2 separate regions of the Rattus norvegicus genome follow, and region 2 is linked to region 1. A link is a contact called in public Hi-C data. All regions are on one chromosome and are shown on one strand. The core of a region is the stretch at or near the end of the contact, and the rest is flanking DNA. Distances in the headings are between cores, read along the strand shown. Region 1 holds the start of Rmnd5a (required for meiotic nuclear division 5 homolog A). Region 2 has its middle 43 kb from the start of Rnf103.

What was found. Hi-C and Micro-C count contacts between places; a contact is called where the count stands out from the background.
Region 2: a Hi-C map of liver shows a contact between it and region 1, with 5 times the contacts expected there. The contact joins the enhancer-like site here to the promoter of Rmnd5a in region 1.

What each region holds. Positions count from the first base shown.
Region 1 is chr4:104,988,432-104,993,888 of GRCr8, forward strand. Rmnd5a (required for meiotic nuclear division 5 homolog A) reads right to left here and starts at 2,657. Exons shown (of 10, transcript NM_001427218.1): 1 at 2,138-2,657. The coding sequence starts at 2,279.
Region 2 is chr4:105,039,307-105,044,763 of GRCr8, forward strand. No RefSeq gene overlaps it. Among named protein-coding and RNA genes, the nearest start is that of Rnf103, 43 kb to the right of the region's middle. Within about 2 kb of position 3,160, at least 3 of the 93 cell types and tissues checked have an H3K27ac peak or open chromatin away from gene starts, as enhancers often do. A contact at or near this core is called in liver, where this site is marked.

The DNA of each region.
Region 1 (5,457 bases), core at 1,407-3,906:
AACTTTAACTTAGAAATTAGTTGTTTTGAGAAGCCTGCAATCAAATACCAAAGCATGTTTATCACTCAAAAGAAACAAAGGCTACCTTAGAAAGCAGACCCAGGATCTGTGTGTATCTCTTTCATGTTTTATAACTACCTCTCCTTACTTAATCCCAGTCAATTTATTAAAGGGAAACAAGGATGCCACAGAGGACTGGCAGGTGTGTGTTACACAGGAGAACAAGCACAACAATGTGTTCTACCAGCAGCACGGCAGGCATATGTGCCTACTACCCCTCACACCACAGGTTTTGTGCAAAGTTCTCCCACCAGCAAAGAGGCCTAAAATCCCTGACTTGGTGATTTTTACAATAATTTTAACCATCTGGAACTGACTGTAATTTCCCTAAAACAAACCTCACAATCACATCTCTCTTCTTCCATACTCACTCTTCTGGAAAGGACTCTGTTTTCTATCTTTTCTCTCTCAAATAACCCCTCAATCTCTGATCTGGTCCCCAAAAAAGGAAGCATTCCTCCTACCTCTCCAGGTGTAAGCCCTGTGTTCTTCTCTTTCCCTATTGGCTTCCTCCTTTTTGGTCAAATGACAAAGATGTCCTCTGAGTAATGGGGTGTCGGGGTCTCTAAGCACTGAGGTAGAACCACCTTGGACTGATTGCCTTCCACTTCAGTGTGCACTATTTTTTTCTTAGCCCGAAATAATCTGGTTTGTCCACAAAATGTCAAGTACCAGCCAAGCAGCCTCTCTTATCCTTTCTGCCCTTTTCATTTCTGCTCTACTTTGGCTGTGTTTAGAGCCTACGATCTTTCATCTCACATCCTATGATCTCCACAGTCTGCCTAGAAATATCTGGAAACACAGGGGGCCACACCGGGAATCCCAACACTAGAAAGATAAAGACAAGATTATAAATTCAAAGCTGGCTTGGGCCACACAGTGAGACTCTACCTCAAAACACCACAACCAAAAGAAAACAACCAATTTTAGTCTCACGTACACCCAAGCCCTTTGCTCTATGTTCATCAGACCCTTGAATTTCATCTCTTAACCTTCTCTCCAGCCCCTTCACCAAGTGATTGCTGGGAATTGAACTCAGGGCCTCTGGAAGAGAAGTCAGTGCTCAAACTTCACCCCATGAGTCAAAATTCACCAGACTTCCTCACACCCCTCCTTATTTTGTTTGTATCAAGTATATGATCACCACCAATTCAGTCAAATAATCTTTTCACAAGCAGCCATCAATATGTTTTCTATATATTTATACGGCGTTCCAAAGCGACAGCTGTGTCAGAAGTTGTCAGACTCCTTTACCAGAGAGGAGCAGTCACTCACAACTGAAATGTCTGGGAAATAAAGGTGTAGAGGAAAGAAGAGAGAGGCAGGGCTAGCACTGCCTTAATCTCACCTGCACCATCAGCATTTCTCCCTGACTAGTAAACATCCCTTTAATTTCTGTTCAGCCCTCAAACTGACAAGGGCCCAACCTCTTGAAAGAATCTCTAATATTACAAGTCCTTTACTCTTCAGAAAGGGTCAGCATTGTGGCTCCAAAGTACCAGACCTCTAATGTCATTTTTAAAACACAAAACCCTTTCTCAAAGTTAGCCCAGGCAACTGAAGAAATAACCTAGGCAAAACACTTTCTACGGAAAAACAGTTTTCTGAAAGAATTATTAACAAGTACAAACTGGACCAGGTAAGTCAAGTAACTAACAACTCGACAACTGCTCCATCCGTCTCTACAGAGGCTAAAGCAGGAGCGCTGAATGGTTCAAATCAGCCGGCTTCCTATGAGATTTCAGAAGAGCTGCCTGCTCACCTAAGTCCAGCTCTGAAGTTCCAGCAGCGGCTGATGTGGAAACCCACAGCTAAGAACATTCAACTAAGAACCACCACGGGAAAAAAAGTCTGCGAAGCCGAGAATTAGACAAAGTCCTGCGCAGACCCCCTTTATCACTCGCACACCTGCGGCCCGCAGGACCACGCAAGCCTCCCCGCCCCGAGCCGTGTGCAGCGGACTGCTCCCCCAGGCCACCGCGTTTCCGGGTGGGTCCGCGCGACGAGGAAAAGTCGCCGCGGCCTGGGGACCAGCAGACACAGCGCAGGGCCCCGACCCCCGCGCGCCCACCCTCACCGTGGCTCTGCAGGATCTCGTGCTTGAGGCCGCCGGTGTAGTCGATGAGCTCTTCCAGGCCCCGCTCGCACAGCTGCCCGTAGCCCGAGAACTTGTGCAGCACCTTCTCCAGCTCGCGCTCCACCGTCACGCACTGATCCATGCCGGAGACCGCGGCGCTTGGCTCCCCGGCGCCCAGGGGTCCGCAGTGGTTCGGCCCGGGCCCCACCGAGGCCGCGTCCTGCTCCTCCTCCCCCAAGGCGGCAGGCGGGCAGCGCGGGAGACGAAGGCAAGGCGGGCGCGCTAGCCGCGGCACCCGGAGAGCCCCGCGCAGCCCATGCCCGCCCGCCCCATGGCGCCCCGGCCCCGCCGCTCGCGCTCGCTCGCTCGCCCGCCCTACCCGGCGCCGCGTCTCGCCCCGGGCCCCCTGTCTCGCCGCGTTCGGCCGCCCCCCGGCGGCGCCGCCGATTGTTTTTGTTTTCACGGGAACCGGCCGATGACCTGGTTCTCCCGGGCGGCACCAAGAGCCGCGGCCCGGGAGGGGGTCGAGCCTCCCTCACGAGCGGAGGAGGTGGCGCGGGCCGTACCAAGCGCGGACTCGACGCGGGGTCGGGGTAAGCAGCGGGCCAGCGCGGGCGGAGGAAGAGCCGGCGTTCTGAAGGTGTGGGCAGTACCACGCAGGAGGCCGTGAGGGAGGGGGCGGGGGCGGAGCGAGCGGCGCAATTGGCCCGCGCGGCTGAACAGGGAACTTTAGCGAGAGCGTCAACTAAGCGGCCGGTAAACAAGAGGGTGGAAACCGTCCCCGGATGCTCCGCCCAGAAGCAGGAGACCGACCAATTGACGCAGGGGCTAGGAACGAGACAAATATTCTCCAATCGCTAGCCAAGGCGTAAAATTTCAGCCAATCCGGACTGAGGGGACAAACCAATGCTCTCGCTGTTGGAGGGGGGTGACTTGAAGAGAGGCGCTTAAATCTTCTACTGGGAAGCCGCGAGGGGAAACAGGATAAATCAACAGGGCTGTTTTCTCCAGGACTTCGCCTTGTTTGCAATTTGTGTTATCTCCGCACGGCATTTTGACCAAAGTTTCGGCTGAGAGGCCCGCTTCCGGGAAGAAAGGCTGTCAGTCTGGCTGCCTGGTGGCGGAGGGCCCGGGCGGGGTCGCTCACCGATGGAAGGTGGTAGCTCTTGGAAGGATGGCCCACGCCCAGCTTGGCTAATTCTGGTTCTTTGACGCCCCTCGGCCTGCAAGTGGCCTTTACTGTCGCCCTGTCCACGTGCTGGGCGTCTTGGTGGCGGTCACGAACACGCGTGGGCGAGCTGAGCAACCTGGCCCTTGCTCCTTGCCCTTACCTTGGCAAAGGCAGGGCTTTTGCCCTGGTTTACCATGGGGTTCTGGCCTTGGCCAGTGCCCTCTTGCTCACCAGGCTTCTATCCTACTAGCTTTTCGCCAAGTCTCTGCCTCATAGCCTGGGCCTGGGAGAATCTACCTTCCTGGACCTGAAGTTTCCAGCTTGCTTGCCTGCTCACAGCATTCCTACCTCCATCATGGTTTTATCACCTCTGCCTCCCCGAATTTTCTCCATCAATCCACCGTATCTCTTACAGCACCATTTTTTCCTCTCCCACATCACTTGTCAAAGTCTAAAATAATAATTGGAATTTTGCTTGCACCACTTAAGTAAAACCCCCTTTGTTGTAGCCTGTTTGTTTCTAGAACACTGCCAGCACCCTGGTGGACAGTCTTTGTTTTCCTTTAATTATGGTGGTAACCTTTTTGAAGTTCAATTTCTGTTTTCATAATGTAGCATCAAGTGGGGGAAAATACTTCCGTGGGTGGGTAGATTTAATGGGATGATATATATGGTGGCCTTTAATGATAAAGGATACTGGATATTTGGGAGTTCAGCTGATGGTATTTCAGAGCTCCTTTCTACTCCTCACCATGGCTTTTAGTCCTCTTGGCAGATGGCCCTGATTCCTGCTTCTCAAAAATAAAAACCATTTAGCTCCAGCAATCTTGTCATTCTCCTCAAAAGGTTTTCTAGCTACCATCCATTTTGTGAAAGTGCTCAGCCAACCAAAAGAACAAAAGGCCTTCTTCCTTTGTAAAAACAAGCCCCAGGGTGCCTGGTATCATCTTACTGCTGTCTAGAGTGACCTTGCCTCACTGCACTTTAGTTCTTCCTGTTTGGGGATGGACTGGACCTGACTTAGCAACCTTCACCTGACCCCTCCGAAGCTGCCACACTGCACAGACAAATCTTGTTCCTCCCCTTAGTCCAAGGATCTCCCTGATAATTTCAGTCATACACACACCCCTTTTTTCTCTCTCTCTTTCCCCCTCTCTTTTTTTCTAGAGGTTGTTAGAATAACTACATGATATAATCCATGTAAAGCCTTCAACATAATGTCTGGCACATGTAAGGGCTATTCTTAGCCACCAATCAGAAGTAACAATTCTTTGTTAACTGCAGTTTCAAATCCAGTTAGCTGCAGGATGCCCAGTGTAACCTATCACAGCCCCATCCTACTACCTAGCACTGTTAGTCTCAGTGTGAGCTGAGCACAGCTCATTCAAGCCTACACCCATGCTGTTTACTTTTACCATAAGTTTGCAGATAGTTCTCGCCCAACAACTGGACAAATTCTATTTATTGATAATACCTGAGCCTGCACAGATACTCAAGACACTAATCCCAAGTAGCTACTTAAAATCAATGTGAAATAAAAAAAAAATTCAGTTCCTTAACTGTACTAACCACATTTCAGATTCTCAGTAGGCTACGGTGACTAATGGCTACTGTGCTAATCAGTATATTTTCCTCCATGTTGAAAGCTCTAATAGTGCTGATTGAGACCAAGACCATAGTAAAAGCACTAGAACTTCATCTAACGCACACATATTTCTGCCCCAAGTTTCTAATTCAGCTTCTAGTTAACTACGCCTTCTGTATTGGCCTGGCTAATTTACTGTCAACTTGGCAAGGTTAGTTAACAAAAATAAACCTCAATTGAGAAAAATATGTCCATCAAATCTCCTATAAGCAAGTCTAATAACCACTCGTTAGAAAGACCAGCTCACGGAAAGTGGTGTCACCTCTGGACAGGTGATCCTAGGGTGTCTAAGAAGGTAAGCTGAGCAAGCCAGTAAGAACGCTCCTCCATGGTCTCTGCTTCAGCTCCTGCCTCAGGTTCCTGTCCTGACTTCCCTTAGCAATGGAGTGTTATAATCGGAAATAAACCCTTTTCCCTCACATTGCTTTTGCTTGTGGTGCTTTATCACAGCAATGAAAAACCTCACCAAGGCAGTCACTTAATTACATTGGTAAGTCCCAGATC
Region 2 (5,457 bases), core at 1,910-4,409, 51 kb after region 1:
TGTCTCCCCAACACACACATGCATGCGCTCGTGTGCGCACAAACACACACACACACACACACACACACACACACACTCAATCTTAATAGAACCAAGGCAGAGGTAATTAGCATAACCTTTATGTAAGGACAACATGTAAATCCATGAGTTATTCCATTTTTTAAAAAATGACTAGCTTGTCAGGGATAGATAAGCCAGTGCCCTAATGCTATTTCAAGTACATACACTATATTGGTACTACAGCTTATCGATTTGAACATTAAGCATATTTTCCCTCTTTCTCTTTTGAACACATTTGTAAGCTTACAGCTCAGCAGATTCAACTTGACCTTCTCAAGTCTGATACTGAGTTCCGCTTCCTTCCCTCTCACTCTGTTGTTCCCCTTCACTTTCCAAAGGCAGCAACACATAACATAATGTTTTTTTTTAATTCATAAACCTGAATGAAAAAACTTCATGCCACGTTTTATTTTATTTTGCAAGACAACCACTTACCACCTTCCTTATTTATAAATGCCCCCCATACTTTCAAAATATGTTTCCTCTTACAATTTTGAAAAATTGTAAAGGCCCAGAGCCGTTAGCCTCTGCCACGCAAAGCTCATAACAGCTAACAGGAGGAAATCGCACTTTGCTTATTCATGACTTTATCTAGGTGAATAGGACAGCAATAGAACCCTTGGCCGATTAATGACAATCATTCTGTTCCCCGTCACTCCTGCTATTCCATTAATTGCATAAGTTCCTCCTCTTGGTCAGGACCTCTCTGCAGCTCCTTCCTCTGTCCAGCCATAAAGGCTAAGTTCTTCGGCATGGCTAAAATCGCTTTTACCCTCTTATCCCTGCCCATCACTCCCCTCTCCCCTTACCTCGTTCTGGGCAGTACTTGAAAGTTTTAAAACATCCATGAGGCACCAGCAGCACACTTGTTCAGCTATTGAAACGGGTTTTAAAGCACTGCTTAATAGCATCAAAACAAAAAGCCCCCAGATTCCAACTGTGGATAAGTAAATGACAGCATATTCACTTAGTGGAATAATATTCAGTGATTTTGAAAAAATGGTATACAACAGCGCCATAGGTAGATTTCACAGATATGATGAGACAATGTTTCCAGTTTCATGGCATTCATGATTCAAGATTAGACAAAACTATTTGATGGTAAACAGCAATGGGCTACATATGTTACAGCCTAGAAAAGGGTGACAGTGAAGCCTCTGTGGAGCAAGAAACATGCATCTTTCTGTCTCATTCTCTCTGCTTTTGTCTCTGTCTTGGTGTCTCTCTTTGTCCCCGTGTCCCTGTGTCTGTCACAGTCTCTGTCTCTGTCTCTCAGTCTGTCTCTTTCCTCTGTAAGTCCCTTTAAATACCATTCACTAGCTCTAGCTTGTCACTTCCCAAAGGCTTCATCTCCTAGTATAAGTTCTCAACCTTCCTAATGCTTCAAACCTTTAATACAGTTCCTCATGTTGTGGTGACCCCCAGCCATAAAATTATTTTTGTTGCTACTTCATAACTGTCATTGTACTACTGTTATGAATCATATGCAAATACCTGATATGCAGGAGATCTGATATATGATCCCTATGAAAGGGTGTTCAACCCCCAAAGGGGGTTGCAATCCACAGGTTGAGAAGGAACCTAATACCATCACTGTAAGGGTCCAGATTTTCAGCACACAAATAGGAAGGCACAAAGGTTCTGATGTCAGAATGCTTGATTTAGCAGTTGCCCAGTGTAAACAGGTTGCTGGCACTGGGTGGATACATTATTGTGTACATTGACTGAAGCACAGATTGATAATGACCTTTTGAAAAGCGTCAGGCAATGTAAGAAAAGTTTCTGAGAAGGGGCTATGGCTATAGCTCTGGGACGTATCTGTGAGGCTTCAGGTTCCGTCCCCAGCACTGCAATAAATGCTACATAACTATATACATACATAATTTTCTTTTCTTTTTTATTTTTATAATGATCTATTTTTATTTTATGTGGATTTGTGTTTTGCTTGCATGTGTATCTGTGTGAGGGTGTCAGATCCCCCGGAACTGGAGTTATAGGCCATTGTGAGCTGCCATGTGGACGCTTGGAATTGAACCTGGGTCCTCTGGAAGAGAAACCAGTGCTCTTAACTGCTGAGTTGTCTCTACAGCCCCCATACATGATTTTCTTAAAAGAACAGTGACGGTATACATTAAATGCATTGAACAAATAAATAAATCTTTAAAGAAAACAAAAGTAAGCAAAAGTTTGTAAACCACTTGTAGGAAGATGTTTGGAACAATATTTTTCATGAAGCTAAAAACTACATGCAAACCTAATATACCATTACTGGGGAAAGTTTAAGTAAACTATAGTAAAATAACATAGTCCTTTAAAATCATCTTTCAGTTTGTCAAATGCTGAAATATGATATCAAAGAGAGGTTAATTCCAAAATCAGAATGCGAATAGCAGGTCCCAAGTTGTATCCGTTAATCTGTATTACATGCAATCTACTTAAAACCCAGTGACCTGAAACAACCACCACTTAATTCAATCACAGTTCTGTGGCTCATCAATCTGTTCTGGTGCTCAATGCTAGTATTTACCTCATCTGACCTGAGGCTGGTCACTAAACTGCATTCATTTATCTTGTGGCCAGTGATTGATTCTCATCGGATGGCATAAGGAAGCTCTCTCTGCTTGCACTAGTGGTAAGATAGCCCCAGAGCAGTATGAGATAGCTTTGCCTGAATATCTGTCTCTGATATTGTCTGGAGGACCCGCCTGTCTAGCCTGTCTAGCCTGTCTAGTTCTAAACATGTCTATCACGGAGAGAAGCTAGTCCCAGCTGCTGATACAATTGTTGTTCTCTCCTTCCTTTTTTGTAACAGTATCACTTTCTTCCCAAGGGGGCCTCAAGTTCTCTAGGTGGCAGAGGAACTTCTGAGGTGAGTGCAGAGATGATAAGCATGTTCCACTACACCTCATTTACGCAATACTGGGATGGAACCCAGAGCTTTATGAATGCTAAGGAAACACTCTGCCAACCTAATCACGTTCCCAGCCAAACTCTAAGCTTAGTTGCATGACGTTAGTGGCATTGAAGCAAAGCAAATACAGAGACTGCTGCTACTCAAAGCCAGTCACAGGCCAACAGAGAGGCCAGAGGAGAGGCAATGGACTCCACCTTTGGATGGAAGGTTTATCTAAGCCACATTGCAAACAGGGAGTTGCCCTGATCACACGGTGGTTGACTCCTGGTCTCAAAATGAATACGTAAAGCACATCTGCACACTGATACAAATTGGTGAAACAGTCACACAACCATAGTCAGTCGTTTTATACACAAATTTTCTAAAAAATTATCAGTAAAATGCTCAAAACTTAAGAAGAAAACTTAACATACCAAGAAACATTATTGGACCACATTAAAGGAAAATACAAAAACCTGTTTTGTTCACAAGTAGTACTCATAAACATACTAGCTGTGTGCAGCAGAGTAGTGCATGCGTGTACTCAAATGCTTGGGAATTGGAGGCAGGAGGATTTCTTAGTCCAGAAGTCCAGGCTGTAATGTCCTACCTTCACCAGGCATTCATAAGAAGGTCAGCATTGATATGGTAACCACCTGGGAGCAAAGAACCATCAGCTTGCCCAAGAGCTGATTGAGCCCAGGTCAGAATAAATACCAGACGAATGACTCTTGCATTCGAGCCTATATATGTATAAAATAGGTGGCTTTTTTTTTTTTTTGAGGAAGAAAAGACTTCCTTATCTCATCATTTTCAGCATCTGAGGCAGAGGTAGTAGACACAATAACGTCTCCCAGGTCTCCTACGCTGAGGCAGAACAGGGAAACAGCTCTTAAGATACAAACTGGTGGGGTTGGGGATTTAGCTCAGTGGTAGAGCGCTTGCCTAGGAAGCGCAAGGCCCTGGGTTCGGTCCCCAGCTCCGAAAAAAAGAACCAAAAATAAAAAAGATACAAGCTGACTTTTCTAGATCTTCAACCCAAAGACTTTCTGATTCTTCCAGTTTGTTACAGAAGCAAATGTTTGTACCTATTTATGAGCAAACACTTTGTACTTCATCTAGAACGTCAGGTCTCTCCACAACCGTCATTTTAGGCTCCTCCCACTCAACAAACATCTATCCTTTTGTTCCTTCCGACAATGTCACCACCTCAGAACTCAGTGGATTCCCATTGACTTCTTTCGGCGTTTAATTTTCAGTTCTTTTTGTCTAGACACTTAGGACTCCAGCTAGATTTAAGGATGTCCTTTAAACTTAGCATGACTAAAATGGTATTCACTGGCCCCCACAAACTGCCTCTCTCTGGCTCCCTTAGATACCAACTCTTCATCATTCCAGGTGTACCAGTGTCAAAATTAGGGAGTCATCTAGATGTAGTGTCACAGACCTGTAATTCTATCATTCGAGAATTACAGAATTCAAGAATGACAGAGTAGCGAAAGGTTTTTAAGTTCAGGGCTAGCCCGAGCTACACAGTGGAGCACCTGTTCAAAACCCAAAACACAATGATCTAGAGTCCATTCCACTTTTCTCTCTCTTTCCTGATAGCATCATGCTGTTTTCCTCAGTCAGCTGAATTGCTGCCCCCCCCCATCCACTTTCCTTTTTACCTCAAGAAACCACACCCCTCCTTTGTGGATAATTTGTTTGATGATAGACATTCTCATCCCTCTGGCTTTTCTTCGTGCTTCATGCTGCCAAATGCGTTATTCATAAGACAAATCTGACAGATTAGCTGATAGGAAAACAGAATTCCATGTCTCTTCTAGGACATTTAGGGTTCTGTGCACTACAAGGCTAGTAAACATTTTGGAAGCCCTGGGAAGACAGCAGAGGCTGAAGTTGAGGTCTAGCTCCAGCCAGGGATCTGATCCAGAGCTATGGAGACAGGTACCACATCTTAGCAACATCCTTGTGTGATTCCCTATGTGACCTTGGAGATATTGATCAAGGTATCACTTGTGCACTTATGTTACATACTTCTATTATTTTTTTAAAAGATTTATTTATTATATATAAGTACACTGTAGCTGTCTTCAGACCCACCAGAAGAGGGCATCAGAATTCATTACAGATGGCTGTGAGCCACCATGTGGTTGCTGGGAATTGAACTCAGGACCTCTGGAAGAGCAGTCAGTGCTCTTAACCACTGAGCCATCTCTCCAGCCCCCACACTTCTATTCTTATGTGCTACCTCACACTCCACTAAGAGTGGCTTGCAGCAGCTGTCAGCAATCTTACATAGTTATACACTGCAGTCTCCCTTTCCCTCCTTTACCCCCTTGTTTCTCACTCCTTTGTCTCCCTGCTGGCACCTCATCCAGTGAAACCAAGTGTCTTGCCAGTTCTGATAAATGGACACCAGAGTGCATGTGGCTTATTTTGGAATTCAAACAAATTCAACTCTTTTTCTTTTTACACTTCAGTGTTGTGGAGAAAATTCT